Linked DNA regions of Mus musculus: region 2 is linked to region 1. Evidence: chromatin contacts called from public promoter capture Hi-C data. All regions are on one chromosome and are shown on one strand. The core of a region is the stretch at or near the end of the contact, and the rest is flanking DNA. Distances in the headings are between cores, read along the strand shown. Region 1 holds the start of 5430425K12Rik (RIKEN cDNA 5430425K12 gene). Region 2 holds the start of Tmem161b (transmembrane protein 161B).

Region 1 (3,191 bases), core at 98-2,597:
GGGAATGAAGGAATGCCCTGTAGGAGCAAATGCAGAGAGGCATCAAGGAAATGCAGGAGATGCGAATTTCTGAAGGGCTTTTCAGTTCTCATGGCAATGTCTGTTTCTCCCTGATGGCCAGCCTTTGCCTGGTTTGACCTGGCTGTGCCAGATCTAGCTGCTATGAGTTCTGCTGCTGCTGCTGCTGCTGGCTCTGCACCCCCCCCCCCTGCCCCGCTCCCAACTGGTCCTTTAGGCACTCCTTTCCATGTGTCAGATGAGGACTCCTTTCCCATTAGCTTGCCATCCACAGGCAGTGCAGTCCAGCCCAGACAGCTGCCTTTGGCTTTGAAAACTGCCTGGCTCACTTCCCCACCAGTCTGTGAAGGAGTCCAACATGCCACTTGATGTCACATGTGTTGCAGGTGTTGTGGATGAAATTGCTACAGGAGCTGGATGTAAATGATGTCATTGGGCAAGACGGGACTTGGCATGCCCACGTTTGTCCAAATGCTGTTCATATCTCCCAGCGAAAAGATGTTGTAAATAAAGAGAACAAGCACAAACTGATCTTAAAGACTGAGCATAAACAAGAGCTGTCCTGGGCACTATGGAAAAGCTTGCAGTTCTCATAGTAAGACTACCCTTGTGTTAGAAACCTGTTGTGCAGACTGAGGAAGTGAAGGCTCAGACAGGTTCAGAGACTTATGCAAGGTCCCACAACTCCACAGATCCCTTTATTCTCTCTCTCTCTCTCTCTCTCTCTCTCTCTCTCTCTCTCACACACACACACACACACACACACTCATAACACACTCACACCTGTATACTGACTCACACACACACTCACACACATTTACACTCATTCATAAATACACACACACACACACACACACACACACTCATAACACACTCACACCTGTATACTGACTCACACACACACTCCCACACATTTACACTCATACATAAATACACACACACACACACACACACACACACACACACACTACTGAGGACAGCAGCCAAGGCCCTGCATATACTAAGCATAGGACTATATAAACAGTTACAGATTACTGTTTATCTTGAATCTGAACACAAATCAACGTGTTCTTTAAACTTTGGACTGGTTTACAGCAGGAACCATGAGATATTAGCATTGTACTAAGATTTCTGATTCCAGGCTGATTATCAGTTTTCTAGGAGTCAAACAAACATAGGGCATTTAGCCTGGGCCTATGAAGTCATGTTCATAAACATGCTATCAATCTAAATACATTGGCTTGAAAGGAAGCAGCAAAGCAATACTAACATAAAGGTCATCAGATAAAAATGTGGTTAAATATATGTGCATTCCCAGAACTACACTAGGGAGAAGATGGGGGAAAGTATGCCTGTTTTTGTGACTTGTTGGTAACTGCCGAGTTCTTTTCCTTGGGACTAAAAACAATTTACAGCATTGCCAACAGCATTCAGTACATTCAGAACAGGATCATTTCACCCAGAGCTGACCGAAGGCCTTGCTCGGGACAGCATCGAGGACGGCTGTCCAGCAGACAGGGGAGTATGCCAGGTTCAGCAAGTGAAAAGCCAAGCAGGGCCATTTTAAGCAACACAGCTTATGTAAGTGAGAGCTAACTGTCTCACTGGAAGTGGGTCAGACAGGAGCTGGGAGAACTGGGGTCCTTATGACCCCAGTGAAACCTACAGATAGCTTTCCTTTGCATCTCTTAGAATGTGACTAGTTATGAAACAATGTCAGAGTTCAGTTCAGGCCTCTGTATTTCCCACCCTCTTCTTGTTTCCAAATGGTTTTCTTTCTCCCTTTCTTCATTGGAATATGCTAAGCTAAGCGAGGCACACATCATTTGATAGAGTTTGATAATGTGACTGCTGGGAACAGGGAAAAAAGGTAGGGGATAAAGAAAGATCCTTTTTGCGGCTCACAGCTGTGATTCAGTTCTGACTCAAGAGGAAGTGTGCCACCTACTGACTCCCAGAAACCACTTCCGGTGGCTGTTTGGTTTATTCTGGAGGCATCAGGCCAGGCCAGGGACTGCCCTGCCCTGACCCTTGCCTGGCTCTCCAGAGCCAAGGCGTTCACAGCTTGAGTTGGTTTGGCCTAAGACTCTTGAGAACATTACAGATTAAATTTCAAGTGTTTCGTTTCCTAGCAAAGAGTCTTTAGCAACATAAAAACGAGCATGTGTTATTTGCAAACCATCTGAACCATTACTCAACCTGAATGTTCCTAAGTTTTTGCAAGGTATGTATTCTGGATGACCGCTCTCCAGCGATCTGAATGTAATTAGTTTTTCCTGTGGGCAGCTCGGGCAGTCTGTAGGGTGGCACTAGCTGCATGAGTCTTCATGGGAGCCCTTTAATCGGTGAAGCAACACTGGACTTGTTCTCATGGGTCCCTGTGTCTGAGCAAGTGCTCAGCCTATGTATGCAGATGGGTTGGGGGAAGTGGTGTGTGGCAGCCACACAGTGTTGCCCTCATACCAGAACTGTACTCTGCCCTCTAGAAATGGGGCCCTGGCTGACCACTGGAGCTCACTTTGGAGTCAACTTTTCTTGAAGGAGCCCCCAAGTACCTTCTTTAATGTAGGGACATATAGAAGAAGGAAAGCGGGTGGGGGGGGGGGCGATGGAGGTAGCCTCAACATTACTTTTTGCTGTATTGGCAGGTGAAAAGAGGAGTAGTAAGTGGTTTGGTTCCATAATGTCATCTTCAAACAGACTAAAGGTTTTTGATTGTTTTTAATCCTAGGTGGTTTAAGATTCCACAGTGCCAGCATACATATGCTCTCTCAATGATTCAAGTTCCAGAAGTGGTTCTGCATGTAGATCAATACTAGAGATCTCAAGGATCACTTCTGAGGGTTAAAAAGGCTTCTTTCCTCAGATTGCATAGGAATCCCTAATGGCAGAGAACAGATAGTGCCTCCCCTGCTCCGCTGATGTGTGAAAGAACGCCTGCAAACCCCTGGAGTGGGCAGCGAACAATCTGTCCGTGTCAGCCAGCTGTCCTGAGGAGTCCTGAGCTACACAGCGGCCAGAGTGGTGCTCGCACCTGTCCTGGAAGGGGGAGCTTTCCTTGTGCCCCCTTTTAGTGTCATTACCATGTCTTCTCCCATGATTTCAGTTCTACCTGATAAGGCCAGACAGTTCCTCAGCGTATGATCGGTAACCTATGGTTAACGATGGAATTC
Region 2 (3,116 bases), core at 595-3,094, 3.3 Mb after region 1:
CAAAGACTGTGATCATAACTAATTTGCCAAAAAGATCTTTTCATCTTCATCATCACATTTCCTCTCTTTCCTTTTCATAATTCTTTCTCTGAATCTTTGTCAAAGACTTCTATACATTTAAGAAATAGAAAATGGTCAATAAAAAAAAACAGGTAATTAGTAGAATATATTGTTTTTTAATAGGACAAAAAGACTTGATACAGTTGTAAATGTAAACATATACACACTATGTGAAACTAAAGTATTTTAACCAAGGATTGTTAATCAATGCGCCATGTACAAAATAGAGAATATAGAATCTGACAGTCTATTGAAAGTAATAAGGTAGTAAAAACTGATTTCTTGTTTTTCCTCTGGCAGGAATGGATTCTATCCTGCTAATAATTCCTATCCTACTGTCATATAGGAGAAGATGTTTTCTGATCCTTAACAAGGCTGCCAGGTTTAGGACAGATGGAAGACCCACTGTGTCACAAGTGAAAGACAAGACTTCACAGAATGTGATGTCACTGACAGGCTGATAGGCACTCGCCACCTCCATCTTTTCTTTCTCAAGGATAGCAATGGCTTCCCCCAGATACAGGAGCGGTCAACCGGAGTCCTTCTTTACTATACTGCAGTTGCCCTGGGGCCTGTCTATTAACAGGCTTGTTTCTATAAAGCAGTAACAGAACCCTTGGGGAAGTTCTCAGTTTCACAAACTATTCCTCAAGGCTATTGGTCTCGGAGTAGCTTCTCTCATTTCTTATAATTTCTCTATCACCTGTCACCCTATCTCCCCCCACCATTAAAAATTAACATAATGTATAAACTTTGTTTCTGTATCCTTTTGAAACAGCACCAATCTAACATCTCTAGGTAGCTCAGGATTGTTTCCCAGGGTCCTTGGGCCAGTTAGAGGTTGAACATCATAGCTGTTTCATAGTTGCAAGTTTGTGCAACCTTGACTGCTGAAGATGAATTTCCTCCCCAGTTCTGACTCCACAAGAGAACCACATTATGGTAAAAGGTATCTCACGGAGAAGGGTGAGATAAGCATGTTTCCATAAGGATCGTTAAACGGTGTGATAATTTCTGGGCCAAAGATGCTCTGTGTCCTTATTTCAAACTTACCTCTATGGTTAACCCTCATCACAATATAAAGGCAAGTTCACTGGTACAGATTTGGAAGGAGGGAGGTGTCATAAAGCATAAATGTGTGTGTATTTATGTATGTATGTATATGAGAATGTTGTAAGGCCCTTTTTGTTCATATTGGTATTAAGTAGGTAGGAAATGTCCATACTGAATTTTCTTCTTAGCTCCTCTGCTCTTTGTAGATATCCTCTGGCTTGAGCTGGCGTCTGTGAAGAGCAAAGAACTTCTAAAGGTCACATTCCATTGACCTAAGAGAGGAAGGTGCTTGGACAGCATGAATTTTTAACTGAGATTCCAAGGTACTGCGTAAGGAAAGCGGACAGAAAAGAGGCTGGCTGAGCTAAACAATTTCTGAATGATCTCAGCATGAATACAGCCAAGAAGGTTCTTTACCCTCAATAAACCGTCAGAGTACGAGGGCTACACCCACCCAGCTGATCCCTGCAGCAGCACAAACCGACCACCAGCGCCCGCGAAAAATACCGCACCTACCTAGGAATCCTGCGGGCATGCCGCCCCGCCCCGCCCTGCCCCGCCCCGCCCACCTACCTGTGCGCCTGCGCCCCTGCGTTCTCAAGGTCAGCCCCGCCCCCCGCCCTAGCCTCACACCCACGGAAGTGGCTTTAGAGAACGCCTTGCGGCTCCTCCTCTCTGCGTGGCGTGGGGTCGCTGGCGGTCCGGAGAGGGAGGAACTTCCTGTCCCATGCGGGCAGGACTTCCGGCCGAGCCGGAAGACCTTTCCCTTCGCGGTTTCGAGAGCTCCGTTTTGCAGAACCTGAAGGGGAGATTCTGGACGGTCCCGGGGACTCTAGACTGTCTGTCCCACGACCTGTTCTTGGCGTTATGGTGAGTCTTGTGAGGATGAGAGTGACAACCTTCAGGAGGAAAGGACAGGGAGGTCAGTCTGTGAAAGGAGCCGGTTGATGTCCCTGCTGGGAATGGAACCTGCTGGAGCGTTGGGATGAACCGCTGGCAGGACCCCAACCTTCCCAGAGTGCGCGCGGCCGCCGCCGGGGTTCCAGACAGCCGAGGGACCTGTGGGGTTGGAGAGGGGCGGGTCTGTCGGAGTACCCAGTCTAAGGAGTCTGCCCTCGCGTGTGTCCTGTGGCGCCAGGTGGCCCACTGATGACCTTGCTCTACCCACCACGTTGTCCCTGCCACCTTTTCCCGCCGCAGGCTTTTGGCTGAGATTTTAAGGACGCAGCAGTGCCTTTTTGCACGCTTGCCTGTCTCCTTGGAGACAAGCAACGCCGAGGCACTTAAGACAAAATTGGCTTCTCTTAACACTCAACTAGAGCAGAACTGAAAATCAATGTCACTTTTAAAGAAAATGTCCAGGTTGAGTCCCAACAGATTTAACTTGAAAGGAAAAATTTGTAATTTCCTATTGTACATCTCTATCGAAGGAGGGAGCACAGCTTGAGCCATATTATTTGCAAGTGTCTTAAAGGTTAGGTGAGAAGGATACGTAAACATAAAAAGAACCTGGTGTGAGAGATTGGAGGGAAAGGAGTAACCGAAGGGTGTTTTACCGTGAGGCCAGTCATTCTCAGAGTTCTCTGCTGTTTTAGTCTGAAAGGACAAGGTTCAGGGACTTGTACAAAGAACGTCTTAATCAACTGTAGATAAGAAGCAATGGGTGCTGACTGATCACACAGTTCAGGAGTTAATTGATGAAATGAATGGGATTTCGAAACATCTAAGTTTGGCTTTATTGGGGGACTATGAGAGGAAGGCAGGTGGTTGTGTAGGGGCTGGTGACTGCAGTCAACTACTTCCTGGAACATAAAAGGATTTAAAAAAGATAGTTGCTATTTCCAAGGTCCTAGGGTTCTGGTAAAGTTGAACAGGCAATCAGCCACATGAACGATTTCAAACCATCTGCAGAGACTTCTATCTTGGGTTCAAGCTTTAGTTGACTATGCTGCTGCCTTTTTATGTAGACCACACTGCCCTCTGATTCAGAGATCTGTCTGCCT

The links. Promoter capture Hi-C pulls out the DNA fragments that hold promoters and counts their contacts.
Region 2: a promoter capture Hi-C map of pre-B cells shows a contact between it and region 1, with 3 times the contacts expected there. The contact joins the promoter of Tmem161b here to the promoter of 5430425K12Rik in region 1.

What each region holds. Positions count from the first base shown.
Region 1 is chr13:80,939,056-80,942,246 of GRCm38.p6, forward strand. It overlaps 5430425K12Rik (RIKEN cDNA 5430425K12 gene), which reads left to right and starts at 1,348. Exons shown (of 5, transcript NR_103550.1): 1 at 1,348-1,599; 2 at 2,151-2,242.
Region 2 is chr13:84,220,452-84,223,567 of GRCm38.p6, forward strand. It overlaps Tmem161b (transmembrane protein 161B), which reads left to right and starts at 1,845. Exons shown (of 12, transcript NM_175187.5): 1 at 1,845-1,983. The coding sequence starts at 1,981. It overlaps A230107N01Rik (RIKEN cDNA A230107N01 gene), which reads right to left and starts at 1,724. Exons shown (of 2, transcript NR_138587.1): 1 at 1,687-1,724; 2 at 1-1,439.